Linked DNA regions of Mus musculus: all the other regions are linked to region 2. Evidence: chromatin contacts called from public HiChIP or PLAC-seq data. All regions are on one chromosome and are shown on one strand. The core of a region is the stretch at or near the end of the contact, and the rest is flanking DNA. Distances in the headings are between cores, read along the strand shown. Region 1 overlaps Bicc1 (BicC family RNA binding protein 1). Region 2 overlaps Fam13c (family with sequence similarity 13, member C). Region 3 overlaps Bicc1 (BicC family RNA binding protein 1).

The links. HiChIP or PLAC-seq counts read pairs in DNA pulled down with a chosen protein or histone mark.
Region 1: an H3K4me3 HiChIP or PLAC-seq map of embryonic stem cells shows a contact between it and region 2, with 4 times the contacts expected there. The contact joins two enhancer-like sites. A contact is called at or near these places in 1 of 15 datasets of contacts at CTCF or cohesin (the NIH/3T3 cell line), 5 of 115 datasets of contacts at active chromatin or transcription factors (embryonic hindbrain, embryonic stem cells, forebrain and 1 more) and 1 of 9 other capture datasets (embryonic stem cells).
Region 3: an H3K4me3 HiChIP or PLAC-seq map of stem cell-derived neural progenitor cells shows a contact between it and region 2, with 12 read pairs. The contact joins two enhancer-like sites. A contact is called at or near these places in 1 of 15 datasets of contacts at CTCF or cohesin (the NIH/3T3 cell line), 7 of 115 datasets of contacts at active chromatin or transcription factors (embryonic hindbrain, embryonic stem cells, fibro-adipogenic progenitors and 3 more) and 1 of 9 other capture datasets (embryonic stem cells).

The regions. Positions count from the first base shown.
Region 1 is chr10:70,975,974-70,979,130 of GRCm38.p6, reverse strand. The region is part of intron 3 of Bicc1 (BicC family RNA binding protein 1); the gene reads left to right. Among named protein-coding and RNA genes, the nearest start is that of Gm24486, 95 kb to the right of the region's middle. Within about 2 kb of position 1,535, at least 12 of the 459 cell types and tissues checked have an H3K27ac peak or open chromatin away from gene starts, as enhancers often do.
Region 2 is chr10:70,518,635-70,521,726 of GRCm38.p6, reverse strand. Fam13c (family with sequence similarity 13, member C) reads right to left here. Exons shown (of 14, transcript NM_024244.4): 6 at 802-949. Among named protein-coding and RNA genes, the nearest start is that of Phyhipl, 79 kb to the left of the region's middle. Within about 2 kb of position 1,371, at least 147 of the 459 cell types and tissues checked have an H3K27ac peak or open chromatin away from gene starts, as enhancers often do. A contact at or near this core is called in forebrain, neural tube and stem cell-derived neural progenitor cells, where this site is marked.
Region 3 is chr10:70,948,647-70,951,370 of GRCm38.p6, reverse strand. Bicc1 (BicC family RNA binding protein 1) reads left to right here. Exons shown (of 21, transcript NM_031397.3): 10 at 1,246-1,432. Among named protein-coding and RNA genes, the nearest start is that of Gm24486, 68 kb to the right of the region's middle. Within about 2 kb of position 1,365, at least 58 of the 459 cell types and tissues checked have an H3K27ac peak or open chromatin away from gene starts, as enhancers often do. A contact at or near this core is called in forebrain, neural tube and stem cell-derived neural progenitor cells, where this site is marked.

The DNA of each region.
Region 1 (3,157 bases), core at 286-2,785, 460 kb before region 2:
ATGAGTAGCCTAAGACCACCGGAAAACAAAGATATTTATATCATGATTCATAACAGTAGCAAAAGTTACAGTTATGAAGTAGCAAAGAAAATAATTGTGTGGGTGGGGGAGGGGGGTCACCACAGCGTGAGGAGCTGTATTACAGGGTCTCAGCATTAGGAAGCTGGAGAACCCCTGCTGTAAGCGTTCATGCCAACATACTCCTCCTTCAGTTTCCAGATGTGGTAGGCGCCCCATTGTCAGTTGGCATTACTATGGAGAGAATGGTGTTTAAAAGAAGCCTGGCTTCCGACAGCTTTAAGAATAGGCCCCACGGTTCTCAGGGTCCTTCATTCCATGTAGAGCTTTGCCTTTCTGCGAGGAACCTCAGGCAGGAACTCAGTAAGTCCTTGGTGGCCAGCCGTTCCTGCTGTTTCCCCAGTTGCCTTGCTGGATCCTCCTTAATCCTTTGGATTCTGGTTAAAGCTGCCTGCTCGGGAGCTGGGTCTTCTTCCACAGAGAGGCCCCGGGTTCCTTCCAGGTGAGGTCCCATCCCCAGCAAATCCATCCCCAGAAGACACTGTAAACAGATTGCTTAGGCCATTTATTTAACTGATAACACAGAGGAGTATTTCTAGCCCCAAACCCCCAAAACAAATGACTTTTGGAATCTGTTGTAATGAGATTTAAATTGTCCTTTTTAATAGCTCTGGGGACCATTTGTCTTAGTATTAAATGATTCTTCTTCTTTTTAAAGAATGTGGCAAATCATGCTGCTTATATAAACATAAAATGAGCATGTGTTAAAGATTGTATTTATCTCATTTGTCATGAGAGAACGAGGCAGAGGTAACCAATCAAAAGGGGCTGAACTTAAGCAGGAAATGGAATGTAAGATACATTTAGAGTACATCTGAAGCTGGCTTTCTTAGTGCAAACGGGAGGCAGGGGACAGTGGCCTCCCCCGGGTACGGTTTGTTTGTCTTGTTGTAGACACGATTTAATCTGCTCAGACCTCCATTATTGAAAACTTAGAATTGTCAGGTATATCAAAGGCAGTGAAAAGCTGGGCACAGAGAAGCCAGGGCTGCGGGTCAGGCATGCACACCTCTCCATCAGTGATGCCCAGGGGCTGCATGTGCTTGCAGGGGTTATAATTGATCCGTGTTAGCATTGGATGGCACAGTGAAGTACCTTCTGCCTTCTGTGTTGTCTGAAAGGTCACAGGACACTGTGTTCCAGGTCACAGGGTCACTGTATTCCCTTATAAAGATTTCTTCATTGTTAGAATAGATACAAAGTAGTGGTTTTGTCTTTTGAGTCAGGGTCTCACTATGTCTTGATATTCTGCCCAGGTTAGTTTTGAACTCGATGTCTTCCTGCTTCAGGGTCCTGAGGGTTGAAGTCCACCCTATCATATCCCAGTATAAATGGCATCCTTTAAAGGTCTGCTTTGAGATTTTGCCTAGTAAGGGGTAAGGAACACTGGAGATCTAGAGGCAGAGAGGTACACCCTCCTCTCTCCTGCTGTCTATTAAGGTTAGGGCTGGAAGCAAAGCTGATTTCATTGCTGTTTAAAGAGAAAGTCTGAAAACCCAGGAGAGAGCATGTAGCCATGTGGTCGCAGGTCTTCCTGAGAACCACATCCCTGAACATCTCCGCCCACTGAGTTTCTCATTAGGAGAGATGGCAGAGATGCTGTGAATGAAGGCTTCTGAGGACAGCTTCTGTGATTCCCTGTGAGCACTAATGAGTTCTGTGTGTCCCCCTTTTTGTCTGTTGATGAAATCACTTATGAAAATGTGCAAGCATTTATGTGTATCAGAATCGTAATGGGGAGATGAGTTATGTCCCCAAGGGCCGAAGGCTTGTTGAGACTGGATGTCTGAAAGATAAATGGCCCGGCTGAGGTTGCTGATTATTGGATCAGCGTGAGGAAAAACAGTGGAAACAGTGAATGGTGAGGTGACTGAGCTGCTCTGCTGGAGCCTACAGAGAAAATATTGGTTTGGGAATCTGGTTGTTGTTGTTGTTGTTGTTGGTTTGATTTTTTTTTTTAAAAAAACGTTGGACCATTGTCTTTATAGGTCTAGACAGAGTGACTATACTGCCCTGCTCAAGAGCTAAAACATCGTCAAGAAAGCAAGTCAAGTTCATAAGGAATTATCTAGCAAAATTGTTTCCAATCAGAGAGAACCTCGAGCTACTGGTTGGGGAGCTCGGTGCATTCTTGTTTCCATTTGAAGCTCCTTGGCAAGCCGTTGCTTGGCGGTCCAGCCATTTCCTTCTGGTATCAGCTGGCCACACACTTCTGCTGTGGACTCAGAATGGAGGAGAGTCGACAGGTACTGTGTGTCAGCAGCCTGTTTCTAGAGCAACCCCCTCACCCACCTCCACCCCCACCCTCACCCAACGTCCTTCCTTTTCTATAAACATTTGTCAGCCAGACTCAGAGGGCACAGAGTGGATGCTCAAGCAGGAAAATCAAAGCCACAGCAGTCCGAAGTGAAGGTAAACGGTGCCACTAAGATCTGGCTGCAAGCCAGACATTGGGAACCAGGTTCAGGCTTGACGGAATGCCTCTAAGCTATAGGAGGATGGAGGGGGTCAGGTTTGCTGAACAAGGGGAAATAATTCTGAGCACACTGTGCGAGTGGCCAAAATCAAGACTATCAAGGCTCTGGGTGATTTAGCTTACAGCGGCCACTGACTAAAACACAGTCAGCTTTCTGTCTTCTTTTTTTTCCCCCACACCTTACGGTAAAGGGAGGAAGGATGGTCTAGAAGGTGGCCAGGGCTCACAGCAAGCCAAGATGACCACAGGGACTTTCTCATTTACCTGTGGTGGTCGGTGGCAGTTTTTCTTGTGATGTTGGATTTGATAGGCATCAGCCAACCTTGCAGTTGTTCTTTGACAACTTTTATTATTTTCTTCTCCAACATAGTATTTCTATTAATTATCTGGGAATTTTGTACAACGCACCCTGTGATGGTTTGATATGCTTGGCCCAGGGAGTGGCACTATTAGAAGGTGTAGCCCTGTTGGAGTGGGTGTGGTCTTGTTGGAGTAGGTGTGTCACTGTGGGTGTGGGCTTTAAGACCTTTATCCTAGCTTTCTGGAAGTCAGTATTCTGCTGACAGCCTTCAGATGAAGACGTAGAACTCTCAGTTCTTCCTG
Region 2 (3,092 bases), core at 122-2,621:
TTCCAACACTGCAGATGACCATCCGGCCTGCTTAGGGCACGTGAGATGTTCTTAAACAGAAGTGTGTTAAGTAAGGACTGCTGTTCATGCTACTGAATTGGATTGCCATTTCCAATCTCTTCCTCTAAACCCTGGAGATTACAGGCCTCTTCTAGAGCTAGCTTCCCTAAGCCCTTTGAGGCCCCGCCCTCAATCCAGGGAGCCGGCTGCAAGCCTCTGTCAGATTTGTATAGAGAAGGATAAACTTCCTCCTCAGGTAAATTGCTATTTCCTTCCTCTGGAATTCTTCCTGAGAGTATTAATTTGCCTTCTGTTGGCTAGCCAAACAGCCGTCCCTAGGATTGAAAGTAGAAAAACCGAAGGGGGAAAAAAATCAGACGCAGAAGAAGCTGGAACAAGGATACACGATCGGAATGAGCCCAGAGCTAACCACTCATCCCTGCTTACTCAGCGTAAGATCAGTTATACAGAGAGTGAACAGAGGAGATGAAACTCCCCTGGTCCTCAGTGTCCCAAACGCATGCTAAGTTTTAAGATAGTACAGACCATCTAAGTCCAGTAGAACACACTACTCCTCATTACAGAGCAACCAGAAAAATTGCAAGAAGTTGTAACCCGATGCTTCCAGCTGACTCCCATTTAAGAAAGTCTGCCTGGCAACTAATCCTAAAACCTCCCGTTCCCCCTCAGCAGCTCCTAGGCTTGGGCTTTGATGTTGCATCATTTCTGTCCGGAGTCCAGGCGGAGGCTGAGCTGTCTCCTGAGTACCACGCGGGACATCCCCCAGACTCTGCCTCTTACCTGCAGGATCTGCGCTGTCGGCAGGCGCACTCTGCGTGGAAGCTGGGGCCGGGTCCTTAACTCCGTGCACCTGGCCATCTTCTTCCTGGGTCGTCAGAAACGCGGAGCACAGACCAGACTCGAGGGCTTGGAGCTTCAGCAAGGAATTCTGCCAACAAAAGCAGAACATGAAGCCAGCTAAGCGGTTGCCTTAACACACAGCTCTGGGGGCTGCAGCTCTCCGGCAGCTTCGTCCGGTGCCTGGCAGGAAAGGGGTCTCGGCTAGCTGCAGCTGTTTCTCGGGGAAAGGAGCTGCTGGTCCCCAGTCAGATGCACAATGGTCCTCAGCAGCTTCAGTTTCTGGCTCGTTACAATCCTAACGTATACGGTTTATCCGTGATACATGGGACCTGGGATTTCGTCAGCAAGAGACACTGCATCTGGAGAGCCAATCTCAGAAGGTGTCCGCTTCGCAAGTGCTGGGGCTTTTACGCTCCTCCGCGCAACTGTTCATTCACTGTGCTGACATCAGGAGCCAGACATTAGGCCACTCCCAGGCTACCATTCATAAAAGCCACCGTCCCTCCAAGACACAGACTGCGGCAGACCGCAGCACACAAAGAGTTACAGCTGCAGAGGCTGCCTGGCATCTAGGAGGGGCTTCTGGGCCCTTTCACCTAGCTTTACAGCACGCCTTCTAAAGTTACTTCTCTTGCAGGGGGCGGGGGTGAGGGGTGGGGGATGCTGCAGCTGCCTCCTCTGGGGAAAGGAGTCTTGGGAGCTGGCGCTGGCCCCTTTAGCCTAACTCAGCTACTTGATGGAGAGCAATTGATCCTTTGCAGCCTACAGTACAATCTCCCGCCTACCCCCTCGTGTCGCATTTTTAATTTCTCCCAGGTTCTTAGTAAGGACAAGTCATGCAGACTGACGCACTTCTGATGCAGCAGCCCCGGCAAACTGATTCCCCTGGCAGGTGAAAATGAATCATGCCTGAGTCCAGGCTGGGCACTTCCAGGCCACAGCGGGACAGCTCAGCAGGTTACGAATCCGCCCACCTCCCTCCAGCTGCGGCAAGGGCAGCCACAGGAAGCAGGGCCATTGGTCCTCTTCCCTACCCAAACCTTCCAACATCGGCAACTCTTACACTATTCGCCCCCTCACATATGCCACGCAGGCACACGCTGGAGCACCCCACTCTACAGCTCCAACCCCCGCCTGGCCCACATACCTACACACACACACACACATACACACACACCTCCCCCACACACCTTGCCTCCAATACCACTCACACATACATATACTCTAACATACCTTAACCCCCAAATGCTCATACTATGTACATTTTCATGCCAACCTCAACCCCCACTTACATACCCTATTCTACAAGCACATCTCTTTACCTACCACTCCCATACTAACAAGACCCCCCACTCTTCCTCCTCTTTCACACATACACCCCTACTTCTGACTGGCCCATATCCTTCTTCATGCATGTTCAATACCCTCATACCAACCCCTGTTCCTTCACATTGTGCCTCTAACTCACAACACTCTGCCTTATATACACTCTTGTATGCCTACCTACCCAAGTATCTCCTCCCGCATCCCTCTACCAATTTCTCCCCACTGCTTTTAGCCACTGAGCTGACATGGCAGCAGTGTTTTTCACATGATGCTCCCCCGAGGGATGTTTGAAACTTTCTCAGACATTCTGAAGTCAGTGGGCACCTCAGCAACTCAGGTCCCTTCTCCACCGGGCACAGATACGCTCACGAGCTGACATGAACACTGTCTGCCCTCAGAGGTGATTCCTAACAGCCAAAGCAGCAAGCATAGCCTGAGAGTAGATGATTTCCGTGGCCCTCTTCTCCCTGCTGGGACATGACTCCAGCAGCTGAGAGAGAGCTCAAGGTTGCTGAGAAGAGAAGCAGATAGAGCAAAGGCACCAAGTTTCTAGAAGAATCTAGCCATCAGTCACCAATCAGTTAGAGGGCACCAATCAGTTGGAGGACACCAATCAGTTGGAGGACACCAATCAGTTGGAGGTAACCAATAAGTTGGAGGTAACCAATCAATTGATGAATACCAATCAATCAGTTGGTAGATACCAATCAGTTGATGATAACCAATCAATCACTCGGTGGATATCAATCAGTTGATGGACACCAAGGTCGACATCAAGGAAATCAGAATGGTCTCTTCACAAGCACTTTCATGTACAGTAAAGAGCTAGACAATGCCATGGAACTGTGGCGTGATAGAGCCATGCAGGAAAGAGCATGGTGGGCCCTGCGTATCTTAAGGATACA
Region 3 (2,724 bases), core at 116-2,615, 430 kb before region 2:
CCATACTTTACTAAAATTTCTAAACCAGAGATGCCATCTTGTGTATAGAATGCTTTATGTGTATCTGTCTTGCATATGATTTCTACATGAGTAAATGTGATATTTTCTGTTCACCTGGAGGAAACAACCACACTTATTATTATTTTATTTTTTAGAGAAAACTTTAAAGCGCCCCAAGACTGGGGGAGCAAGGTTGAGTGAGTTCAGAGATTGAGACCAGGCCATGGGATTTAGACATCATAAAGCCCTGTTTGACTAACTTAATCACAAATACCATCAGTTCAGATTCCGAGAAGGGCTTGGCCAAACAAAGACAGAAATAAAAAGAATTCCAAGAGCTCAGGAGAAAAACGAACCTATGTTAGGCTGAAAGAAATTGTGTTTTGATGGCTGGATTCTAAGTACTACTACTACTACTACACACACACACACACACACACACATACACACATACATATACACACATACATACACATATGTGTTTATATATGTATACATATGTATATATACACATGTATGTTTATATATATACATATATATGCTTAGACATTTAGTATATAAAAGATATATAAATTATATAATTCTATATGTATATGACATATACATATAGGAAGTAAGGAAAATTTATATATATACACAATTATTATTATTTATAAAATATATCATTATATATAACATAATATAACACACACACATATATTTCATAAGATTTGCCACAGATGTGGTCTCACTGGGGGTTGGTGGTGCCTAGAGGTACGTCAGCTAACCATTAGACCGTGTATGTTAAAAAAAAAAAGAAGCCAACTGTAACTGTGCAATCTATACGTGATGGTGGGTTTGATTTGGCTTCTGCAGGTAATGAGGTGGTGAGGAGGAATGCTTCAGTATGAAGCCCAGAGGCTGTGTAGTGGGGCAGCTGGACTTTGACACCAAGAATTTGCTAAATTTCTAAGCATGCCTGGATAGGAATCCATACCTTAAAAGGTTAGGTAGGGATCGGGACCTGCATGCTGGCTGCCCACAGCATCATGCTCTCAATGGTTTGCAGACACATAGACACACACACACATACACACACACACATAGTAGGTGGGGACTCACGTTTTACGGGAGTGTCAGGAGCAGAGGCTGATAGGGGGTGGTATCCAGCCTCCTGTGGCCACTCATTTACATTTTCATTACCCTTCTGTCATTGTATGCCTACCTCAGTGTCATCTTTTTTCCCCCCATTATGTGTTTTCATAGTCTGTGATTGTGAAAAGTGTTGAGCGAAATGCCTTAAATATGTATGAAGCAAGGAAGTGTCTCCTCGGACTTGAAAGCAGTGGGGTTTCCATAGCAACCAGTCTATCCCCAGCATCGTGCCCTGCCGGCCTGGCCTGTCCCAGCCTGGATATCTTAGCTTCGGCAGGCCTCGGACTCACTGGACTAGGTATAAAGTTTATTATTACCACTGGGGAACGGCTTATCGGGTTCCCTGCCCTTTTCTACCATTGTGCTGTGTCTAAATTCTATTTTCTCCTCTGAGCCCCAAAGCCCGGTGACGGTGACAAGCAACCGGGTCGGGACCTGATTCATCTGGCCTGAGTTTTTTCTTTTGTTAGCCTCCGTGGTTTTGGGTTGCCCAGATTCCTCCGATGCCAGTGTAAATAATCGCAGCCTGCCTGCTCTTGTTCTCCGTGGCGCGTGTTTGTTCTGCTAAATTAAGAATGCCATCGAGATGGAGGGGAGCCGCTGACGGTGATGGATGCGCTCTGTGTTGTCTTGCTTTGGCTGTACTGCCCTCCCTCCCTAGAGATAAAGATCCAGTTTGTTCCAAAAAGTAATTGCAAATCTGGAGGGCAGCTAGAGAAGGGGGAGGGGAGAGTCCCTGAACCCACTCCCCCACCTCCCATTCCCCTACCCTACAGCTAGGCCTGATAAACCCAAGGCCAAGCCAAGCTTATACCACTCATGGAAAGTGCAGTGAGTCCTTGCTGATCCTGAAATAGTGCCCTCATCTAGAAGACCTTTCTTGTAAGCTGGCCAAGAGCTCTGTTAGCATTAGACCAGGCTTACCATTTTCCTTCTCGTTTCCCAGATGCCTTCATGTATAAGGAGAGCACAGTAGGTCACATACATAGTAGGATGGGCTGTGTTAGAGCTCACTGGTAGGATGCACGCATGAAGACCTAGGTCCGATCCCCAACACTGAAAGACGTCATGTGTGTAAAACCTGTTTGGGCTCCAAACTGTCACACTCAGACACTACTATGGTGATGCAGGTTCTTCCTCAACCAAAGCTGTCTCTTCCACACAGGCCTGAACAGCCATAGCAACACAGCAATACTGTGGACTGGGACGTCCTGGTGGACTTACAACAGTTCTCAGCCTGTGGGTCGCAGCCCCTTTGGGGGTTGCACAACCCTTTTGCAGGGGCTGCCTATCATATATCCTGTATGGCAGTTACACCAAGATTTGAAACAGTAGCAAAATTATAGTTATGAAGTGGCAGCAAAATAATTTTATGGTTGGGGGGGCTCACCACAACAGCAACTGTATTAAAGGATGGTGGCATTAGGAACGGTGAGAACTGCTGACTTAGAAGGGGCCCGTTTTATTGTGTTCTAGTTGAGAAAGTGGTTGGAGAAGCCGAGTTCCCTGAGTGGAGGAGAGGTTTCCTTGGCCACCCAGCTCCTATAACACTGACCCATGTGCACTTCAGAAAACACACAGAAATGAACA